3 separate regions of the Sus scrofa genome follow, and regions 2 and 3 are each linked to region 1. The links are chromatin contacts, called in public HiChIP or PLAC-seq and promoter capture Hi-C maps. All regions are on one chromosome and are shown on one strand. The core of a region is the stretch at or near the end of the contact, and the rest is flanking DNA. Distances in the headings are between cores, read along the strand shown. Region 1 holds the start of C6H19orf12 (protein C19orf12 homolog). Region 2 holds the start of URI1 (unconventional prefoldin RPB5 interactor 1). Region 3 has its middle 58 kb from the start of URI1.

What was found. Promoter capture Hi-C pulls out the DNA fragments that hold promoters and counts their contacts. HiChIP or PLAC-seq counts read pairs in DNA pulled down with a chosen protein or histone mark.
Region 2: a contact with region 1 is called in an H3K27ac HiChIP or PLAC-seq map of alveolar macrophages. The contact joins the promoter of URI1 here to the promoter of C6H19orf12 in region 1. A contact is called at or near these places in 1 of 5 promoter capture datasets (liver) and 1 of 2 datasets of contacts at active chromatin or transcription factors (alveolar macrophages).
Region 3: a contact with region 1 is called in a promoter capture Hi-C map of fetal liver, with 4 times the contacts expected there. The contact joins the enhancer-like site here to the promoter of C6H19orf12 in region 1. A contact is called at or near these places in 3 of 5 promoter capture datasets (fetal liver and liver), 21 of 47 Hi-C or Micro-C datasets (alveolar macrophages, blood, brain and 13 more) and 1 of 2 datasets of contacts at active chromatin or transcription factors (alveolar macrophages).

What each region holds. Positions count from the first base shown.
Region 1 is chr6:39,823,542-39,826,838 of Sscrofa11.1, forward strand. It overlaps C6H19orf12 (protein C19orf12 homolog), which reads right to left and starts at 1,528. Exons shown (of 3, transcript XM_021094253.1): 1 at 1,403-1,528.
Region 2 is chr6:40,041,518-40,044,814 of Sscrofa11.1, forward strand. URI1 (unconventional prefoldin RPB5 interactor 1) reads left to right here and starts at 1,803. Exons shown (of 11, transcript XM_003355831.4): 1 at 1,803-2,255. The coding sequence starts at 2,151.
Region 3 is chr6:39,983,283-39,986,579 of Sscrofa11.1, forward strand. No RefSeq gene overlaps it. Among named protein-coding and RNA genes, the nearest start is that of URI1, 58 kb to the right of the region's middle. Within about 2 kb of position 1,704, at least 16 of the 83 cell types and tissues checked have an H3K27ac peak or open chromatin away from gene starts, as enhancers often do. A contact at or near this core is called in fetal liver, retroperitoneal adipose tissue, skeletal muscle and 1 more, where this site is marked.

The sequences.
Region 1 (3,297 bases), core at 278-2,777:
TCAAAAATGAGACAAGTAGAGGGAGTTCCCATCTCGGCTCAGGGGAAACGAATCTGACTAGCATCCATGAGGTTCGATCCCTGGCCTCGCTCAGTGGTCAAGGATCCAGCGTTGCCATGTGCCGTGGTGTAGGTCGCAGACATGGCTCATGTCCCACATAGCTGTGGCTGTGTTGCTGTGGATGTGGTGCAGGCAAGCTGCTACAGCTCCAAGTCGACCCCTCACCAGGGAACTGCCATATGCCACAGGTGTGGCCCTAAAAAGACAAAAAGAAAAGAAGAGCAAAGCCTCTTAAGAATCAGAATGATCCGACTCACCTGGAATCCTCACTACTTTCTACCTCGCTGGTGAAATTTACTAAGCCTCACCGTGCCCACTCACTGGCTCCTACCAACTGGACCTTCCCACCTCTCTACGCCCAGTGCAAAGGTCACAGGCGGATCCCATCAGTAAGCATTGTCAGATTAGCCCACAGACTTTAAAAAATGAATTAGTTGCCAGAATTTTAAAATCAAGACATTTCACATACACCTCCGATTTTCAATTTCTGCTGAAAAGTCAAAAGAGCCAGCCACACTGGGCCCACCTCCTGCAGCAACCCAGGCCAGAGCTGAGCAGGGTGCTAGCAGCGCACACTCACCTCCCTACATGGCCCATGAACAGGTGGCTTCAAAACTTTCAAAAGATTCCTATTTCTTTTCCTTTTTTTTGTGGGGGGGGGGCTCTTTTTAGGTCCACAAGCAGGGTAAAGGGAGGTTCCCAGGCTAGGGATCCAATCGTGGCTGTAGCTGCAGGCCTGCACCATAGCCACAGCAACACAGGATCTGAGCGGTGTCTGCAGCCTACACCACAACTCACAGCAATGCCAGATCCTTAACCCACTGAGCGAGGCCAGGGATCGAACCTGAGTCCTCATGGATCCTAGTCAGATTCGTTTCCGCTGAGCCATGATGGCAACGCCTCCTACTTCCTTTTTTAAAGGTGAAATAAGCTATCAGTCCCCACAAAACTAACACCCCCCAACCCTGCGCCGCCCCCTGGCCCCCCAATCTGTTACTTCCCTTTCAGATCCTCTCTAAACCAGCGGGGAAGGTCATGGTGGTTCGGCCTGACGTGTATCACACCCACCATACGCGCACCGAGTTCCTGCAGGGAGATCTCACACACACACACAGACGCACACGCGCACACGCGCGCGCGCATTCCTGCAGCAGGTGACACGCACACACGCGTTCCTGCGGCAGGTGACACACACCCTTCCCTGCCTCCGTGTCTTCTTCACATGGAAAATGAAAGCACTAACAGCGTCCGTCCCGGCGCGGAAGAGCCAGGCCCGGGTCTAGCCGGCGCCCCAGCCGCGCCGGGTACCCCCTGGCTCCGGCGGCCCCGCAAGGCCCTTTACCTGCGGAGGCGGCGCTGCGAGGTCACAGGGCGACGGGCGCGGGGACACCAGCCGCCCCGCCCGGCGCGCAGGCCCCGCCCTCCCGCCTTCCGGCTCGGCCGCGCCGGGCCTTCCGGGCACCACCCACCCGCCCCGCCGTCACCGTCGCCGCGCTGCCGGCCCCGCCCGGCTGGGGCATCTGGAGCCAGGTCCCTGGGTCCGCGCACCCTGCCCTTCACCCGGCCGACACCCGGTTTAGGTGGCGGGGGTGCGGGGGGGGGTCCCCTGGACCTTGCTCAAGCGCGGGGTCCTCTCGGGAGAGCCTCTCTCGGACCCGGCGACCCTCTCTCTCCCCGCAAGTCGGGGCGCGGGAGAGAGAACGGAGGCCTTGGCAAGGAAAGTTGCTGAATTAATATTCGGCGAATGTGTGGGACAGAGTCAAACATGGGCGGCCCGAGTGCCGGCCTCTGGGTCTTGGGGTTTGAAAGAGCCAAGCGCCGCCTTGGCTTCTAGGATTTCAAGGGAAGAGGAGGTCCTGCTTCGGGGCAAAGCTGCAGCTGAGGACCCCGCCTCTCGGGAGGGTGCAAAGGGCAAGAAGGCGGAGTAACAAAAGGGCCAGGGGACACTTAGAGGGGCTAATGGAGACGCCATTCCTCCATCTCCCTTGCCCCCCAACAAGTGCTGGCTGGCCTCGAACCATCTCAAATCTGAAACACTTCTGGGCAGCTTTCCATGGACTATCTCACGTAATTCTGACAGCCACCCTGCAAGGTAGCGGTGGTTGCCATTGCCATAAATAATACTGACAAGAGCGGGGAGGCACCCAGGTGCAGAGAGGAAGGTCTACCCAAGGCCACCATGGTAGGGAGTGTCAGAGTCCAGACTCCAGCCTGGTTCCACCTGGCTCAAAGCCCTTGCTTGTAACCAGCACTGTGCCTCGCTTTCCAGGGTGCTGTGGGCACCAGAGGGTGGGCTTCTTTCATATTACCAGAACAATTTTCTTACTTCTTTTTTTAATGGGAAAGTACTTTGGGTATCTTCGTGCCTGAAATACAGATCTATATCTATCTAAATACAGATAGATATCTCACTTTACTTATGATTGACATTTTAAAAAAAAAGGGTTGTACTTGGGAGTTCCCATTATGGCTCAGGGGGTTAAGAATGTGACTAGTATCCATGAGGATGTGGGTTCAATCCCTGGCTTCGCTCATTGAGTTAAGGATCCAGCATTGCCACAAGCTGCAGTGTATGTAGGCTGCAGACAGGGCTGGGATCTTGTGTTGCTGTAGCTGTGGTGTAGGCTGGCAGCTGCAGCTCCACTTCGACCCCTAGCCTGGGAACTTCCATACGCTCTAGGTGCTGCTCTAAAAAGAAAAAAGAAAAAATTCTGTACCAATTTAATGTATACAACTTGATGAGTTTAGGGATGAGTTTATACCCTTGAAACCATCATCACCATCAAGGCCATAGGAATATACATCCCCTCTGGGTGTAGATTCTCTTGACCCCTTTAGTATTATTATCAATTGTGTGTGGCGATGGGTGGGTGGAGAGAATATTTAACATAAAACCTACCCTCTTAGCAAACTTGAGTGTACAGAAGGGTATTGTTAGCTATAGATACTATATTGTATAGGAGACCTCTGGAATTTGTCTTCTTAGCTGAAACTTTGTACTCTTTATCATGACTTTGTTACTTCGGTTTCCCTTCTGCCACATTGTGAGAAAGGGCCTAAAGCCTTAACCAGAGTTTCCCTTGCCACAGTGAAATAACCCTGTCTGATCCAGAACAGGAGCTTTTGTTTGGTCTGGGTGATTTTCAAGAGTGAAAATTAACTGAGGTTAAGAATAGCTCACTTCCCTGGGGGTGTCTCCAGTCTTAGGCCTGGGTGAGAGTCTCTTGTTTCTCTGCA
Region 2 (3,297 bases), core at 553-3,052, 220 kb after region 1:
CCATATACAGCAGGTATGGCCCTAAAAAGAAAAAAGAAAGAAAGAAAGAAAGAAAGAAAGAAAGAAAGAAGGAAGGAAGGAAGGAAGGAAGGAAGGAAGGAAGGAAGGAAGGAAGGAAGGAAAGGAAGGCAGGCAGGCAGGCAAGCAAGCCTGATGCAAACTGCCTTGATCAGTCAGGAAATTTACTGGCCCTTTAAAATGAAGTCTAGAAGTAATGGAGGCTTCAGAGTTGGCCGATTTATCCCCGAATCAAATGCCATGACATAGCCAAGGACTCAGGTTCTGTCTCTTGGCTCTGCTGGTCACAGATTCAACTTGATTCTGAGTCTAGGATGTGTCTAGGTGTTCTTCCTCAACCTAAAAAACCCAGGGCCATATACTTTGTACTTCTGAGCTAAGGGGAGGATAGATTTTTGATGGGTGCACTTGAAAAGAACGAGGAAGTAATTTCTCAGAAGCCTCCAGCAAACCTCTATCTGTAGAGTGTCACATGCCCATTCCTAAACTAATCACTTACAAGGAAGATGCATTATTCTTTGATTGGAGCTGGGAGTAGATAAGCTTCCCACAGGCACAGGGGCTATGTGGGCCAGGGCTGTACATCTGATTGAGGGGAGTCAGGGTGGGCAGTTGCCAGTGTCCATTACGGGGGGCAAAAGTGAGAGCAGGGAGACCAGAGAAGGAGCTACTGAAGTAGTTCAGGACAGGGAGATGATGGTGGTATAAAGTAGTCAGAGTCTGTCTGTTTTAGACATACTGATCTTGGTTATGCAGTGAGGAAAAGAGAGCAGTTAACATCTACCATTTGCCAGGTTTTTCTTGCTTCTTTGAAGCAAATGGAAAAAGGGTGCTGGCCACAAGGGAAGAGAAATCCAGCAAGCAGCTAGATGAGGGTGTGACCTGCAGACACCTCCCAGCTCATTCCCAACTGCACAATGCTGAAGGAACAGAACCCAACCCTACTGTTAGGGATTGGAGCAGGGATGCTTGTTAGTGAAAGGCCAGTTCCATTCAGTAAGCATTAATTGGGTGCCTACTGTGTACAGAGGATGAGTGAGAAAGAGGTTACAGGAGTTTTGAAATAAAAGAAAAAGTATGGGCAAAGTTTTTTATTTTTGTCTTTTGAGGGCGACACCCTTGGTACATGGAAGCTCCCAGGCTAGGGGCCGAATCTGCCGGCCTACACCAATGCCAGATCCTAGCCTCATCTGTGACCTACACCACAGTTATGGCAACACAGGAGCCCTAACCCACTGAGTGAGGCCAGGGGATGGAACTTTCCTTCTCATGGCTATGAGTCGGGTTCGTTAAGCTGAGCCAGTGACGGGGACTACCCTGGGCAAAGTTATTCTCGAAAAGCCTCTTAAACAGACCACACATGGCAATATATTAATTTAAGCACAATAGCTTTATATGAGGAAAACTTATATGTGCAGTAATTAACATACATGCAAAATTTAATTGCTTATTTTAATTCATTAGACGGGCACAAGAAAGGGTTGAATTTGCCAAAAATTAAATGTGCTTATGAAGCAGTATTAGTGCATCAATTAAGCTCTTACCGCCAGATGCAGCGCTAAACACCTGGGGGGATGAAGGGGGTGCACAAGGCCAAGACAGGGCTCACCTCCTTGAACTGAGCATCCGTCTTCGCTAGAATGAAGGCTTCCAGAGGGCTACAAGCAGAATAATCTTTAGTTAAGCCAGCCGCCTCGCTCCGCTCCTACACCACGTGATTCACCTGGGGCGGGACGAGGGGAGGAGGAAGCGCGCATCCTGCGTGCCGCGCGGGGCGGGGCGAGGGGCGGGGCCTGCGGAGGAGGCGGGGAGGAGGCGCGGCAGCCACAGGACGCCTGGCTCGGCCCAGGCGCACCGGATCGGCGCTTCTCCCCTTCAACGGCCGGCCTGCTGCTCCGAGCCCGCGGTGGCGGCGGTGGCGGGCGGCATGCGCGTGTGAGATGCGGCCGCGGGCAGCCCGGACGGGAGCAGCGGCCGCCGCGGTAGCGGAGAAGGCGGGCGCGGCCTCCTCAGCGCGGGGTGCGCAGTGCATGAGGGCGAGCACGCGGGCGCTGGGCAGCCGCCGGCCACGCCGCCTCCATAAACACTTGTTTAGGACTCGTTCGCCCCGCTGAGGCCCCGGCGCCTCCGCCATGGAGGCCTCGCCCGACCCCGAGCCCCACATCTCGGCCTCGGCCTCGGCCGCGGCGCCGCTGCGCGCCCCGGAGGTGGCGCGACTCCGCGAGGAGCAAGAAAAGGTAACAGGCCTCGCTTCTGGCCCCGCGCTTCCGCCAGTGGTCTCGGGAGGCGCCCGCGCCCCGGCACATCCTCAGCGCCCTGCGCCCCTTCCCCGGGGCTGGGAGCTGCTCCCTGCAGGTCCCGGCAGACCCCCTCCTTACTTCAGTGGGTCTCAGCCCTTTGGTCTGGGCCCAGCTCACTCCGGACCCCGAACGGGCGAGGCGCGCAGCCTCTAGGCCTGGAGAGCGCGTAGGGAGAAACTTTTATCACGTGCTTTTGTTGTCTTTTGTCTGGCGCCCTTTGACCTTCGAGGGGAGGGGAGGATGGGGAAGAGGGATGCTGCGTTAATCTGTTTAATTTGTGTACGAACGGGAGTTTTTAATCTTAATGCATATAACAGTATGTGGGAATTTTCTTGGTTAAGGGCACGCTGTGAATCGAAGTGTCATCTTATTTTTTTAGCTTGTTATCTCATGGTTGCTAAGATGTATATACTGTTTGTTGCTCTTTGTCTGATTGCACCTAGAAGTTTTATAAAGTTTGTAGTGATACACTTTATATGCAGTTCCAGCTTTGGTTTAGTATTTGTCAAAATAGAATGCTCTTTTATTAATTTATAACTTCAATTATATAAGTGAGTTTTAATACCAGTAAAGGGGGAAGAACGTTTTGTATTTCCTAATGGGATTGTATATGAACAAGTATACACATTTAAGAAATACAGTATTACTGCTTAATTTGAGATTCCCCCCGCCTTGGATTCTGTATCGTTTCAAGTTTCTCACTGTCTCCTGAAATTGAAATTCTTGCTTTGAAAGGCAACGTTTAATTTACTTAAAATGTCTTATGCCATATTGAGAGTATCCTGGATATAAAGGTTAGGATTTGTTTGAAAATTATAAACACTGGGAATCCCTAGCTTTTTCTCTTGAGTATTTCTGTATAAAAATGGCTACTTACATAGGTGTACAATATAAGCAGGTCAGCTAGATGAGGGGCTTTGTCATAGAACCTCAAAAATCCTGGTTTGCATGGAAACCACCTGTTGGGATAAATTGTGGG
Region 3 (3,297 bases), core at 454-2,953, 160 kb after region 1:
AAAAAAAGAAAAAGAAAAAGAAAAAGTAAAAACAGAGAAACAGGTAAAATAAAATACAATGCAGTCAGGATCTTGGGGTTATCGGATGCACCTTGGAATGGATTTACAATGAGATTCTGCTGAGTAGCATTGAGAACCATGTCTAGATACTTACATCGCAACAGAACAAGGGTGGGAAAAAAATGTATACGTGTGTAAGTGTAACTTGGTCCCCATGCTGTACAGTGGAAAAAAAAATACAATGCAAAATAAAACACAAGTGAAGTGAGAAAAAATAAAATAAAATAACGCAAGAGCCTAAGGGGGTCTGAGACCAAGGAGCACAATGGTGGGTCCTCAGCCCTTTCACAATTCCACACCCCTTCCAGTCTATCCTTCCTCTTAAATCCCACAGCAATCCTGTGGAATGATCCCATTTAGTGGATGAGCTAGGGAGACCCAGAGAGGTGAGATGCAGAGGGAGTAGGTGAGAGAGCCAGGAAGGGGACTTGAGACAGCTGACTCCCCTCCACATCACTGCCGTTTTCAATTACGTTTTCTCATTTCCCCTCCTGTGTTTTGATTACTGCACTGTTTCGAGTGTTTCTTTTTCTAAGGAATCCGAAAGAAATGTGTAGCACCGCAGTGTGCACATTGCAGGCGCCCATTTCAACGTTCCCAGGAACACGACTAACACACACCCCCCTGCCCCCACCCCAGGAGCAGTCCGGCTGTGGGCTGAGGGCTGAGCGCAAGTGCACTTGGCCGGGTGGGCTTTGGATGGCCCGGTCACTCTTATTCGTGGCTTTTACAGCGTTGACTGTGAGACACTATTTCCAATTTCTCAAAGGCTTCAGCAGGAACCAGCCTCCCGGCTTTCTCTCTGCTCGCCCCCACCTGCCCCTCAACTCCTGCCTGGAGCCCTGTGGGGTGCAGCTAAGGGCCCCCGGGCGCTGCGACTCCCTTCCCTGGTCAGCACCCTTCTGCACCAGCGTGCATGGCTCACAAGGCAAACTCGAGGCCCTCTCCTACAGCTCCAGCCTGGCTCGCTCTGGCTCTGCCTGCCTCCCCATCTGCCCCATCTACCTCCTAGATTCGGGAAGTGCCCGCGGCTTGCCCCGGGGGCCCGCACCCACTCTTGGCCAAATGGCCAAATGCATCATTTCTGGCTCATTTCCAGGTTCTGGGCGCCGTCGGTGCGAGGCCCGGCTTGGAGCAGAGACCCGGCGCTGGGTCCCTCTGGGCCTTTTGCCCACCAGTGCGCCCTCAGCCAGGCCCTGGACCTGACCAAGTCACAGTCTCCTTGGGGGTCGAGCGGGGTGACAGCCTCCCTCGCACAGGGTCGAGGGGGCAGAGGAGCAAGCGGTGTGAAAACAGGCGGGTCAGAGGGAGCGCTGCGGGGGCGGCGGTCCGGCCGGACCTTGTCCTGCAGCCTCCAGGCCACCTGCCCGGGCGCCCTCCCCGAGGGGGTTGCTCGCTCCTCCGGCTTCTCTGGCCTCGGTCGAGCCAATCAACACGTCCGCGCCCGAACCGCGTGAGGCGGCGGCGGTAAAACCTGAAAGGGGGTCAGGGCGCACTCCCTCGCGGCCCGAGCTAAGGGTCGCGGACCGCGCAAGCCACGCGGGCGGCCGGAGGAGGCGGTCTGGCTCCTGAGGTCGCGCCGCGAGTGGCCTCCGCAGGTCGGCGCCCCGACCCCGCCGTCCTCACCCTCCCAGAGGCGCGATCGCAAAGCATCTGCTGCCATCTGGTGGCGGCGCCGGGGCAGCTGCCGTGCGGAGCGCGGAGGCCAGGCCAAGGGCGCGGGTCCCGCCTCGCTGACACCCCCCAACCCATCCGCACAGAGCCTCTTGCAGCCCCGCCACATAGCCAGGAAGCCCCACGCCTCTGCCCTCTCGCGCTGCTCTGGCTTCCCAAGCAGAATGGGAACGGCTGGCGGCGTCCCAGGAGAGGCCGTGTGGCGCAGTGGTCTTCGGCGCCTGGGCTTTGATGTCCGCACCTGCTCGTGGAGCCACCTCGGGCCCCCCCACCCCCCCTTAGAGGAGCTCTTCACTCTCTGAACCCCATTTTTTTCATCTGTAAAGTGGACCTAAAAAAGGTGCATGCCTGTGGAGCCTTCGGATTGCCTGGGGAGATTCTTGTCGAACTCAGACCCATGGTAAGAGTCATGCTTATAATTGTGAGTCATGATTATAATATAAATATTAGCTGTGGCTTTTGTAAAAGCCCAGACCGCCTTTCACACACATGCTCTGATGTCATCCTATCGCTCAGCCGTGTGGAACCTTGGTCATACCATGAATTTTCTGTCTCTCCATCTGTAAACTGGCCTCCACCCTTGGGTATGGTAGCCTGTGTAAAGACAGCCCCGTCTCTCCATGGACAGGTGCACCTGGTGGCATTTGCCTTCTGGGCCTTGTGCCTGTGAGCTCCCAGAGGATAATTCTCTGCCGGAATAAAAGATTCTCCCAGCCTCTATCCAAACCTGGAGGCTCTGCCTGGGGCCTTGTGCCTTATAGACAGGACCTGTTTTCTGAACTAAGAGGAATTCTTTGGTTTTTCTGGGAACTCCAGACCAGAGAGTCCAAGTTAGGGCTGGAGTTCCCTGGCAGCTCAGTGGGTTAAGGATCTGGTATCACTGCTGTGGCCCAGGTCACTGATGTGGTGCTATTCCCATCCCTGGCCCTGAAACTTACATATGCCTCGGGCATGTCCAAAAAAAAAAAAAAAAAAAAAAAATTAGGGGTCAGGCTCTTTGATCCCTCTCCAAAAAGAGGCCACACTGATGGGGATGCCACATCCTTACAATAATGTGATGGAATATTTAAGGAAAACAAGTTCTCCTTTAAAAAAGAAAAAAACTGCATCCATTCATGCACCAGGCACTGTCCCTGAGACTTGGGTCCAGTGTGCAGGCACACACCATGTCTTACACACGGTTCCAGTAGGCATACAGGTTTAATCACATCTCAGCATGCAGCAAGAGGGGGCCTGTAGAACTGGCGTGACAGCCAGGTACACCAGCTGGGTGAGGGGTAGTGCCTCCAGCAGCCGCTGCTGCCTTTCTGCCTCTGAAAATGCCGGCTCCAATTCCAAGGTATCAAATATTTGCCTAGCTGTTCAACATTTCTTTAAATAATATACTCGCGACTAATTCATATCTAGACTTGCCATCTTCATCTCTCCCAGGCCTCCCTCCTGGATTAGTGCGTCTTGTCTATTCTGCGAGAAAGGTGTCCTACATTCTAAAAATAGACCACAAAAGTCTGGACACCAGCATGCATAGTCAGCGGAGGCTTTTTTGCTTATCTGGAGGGCTGT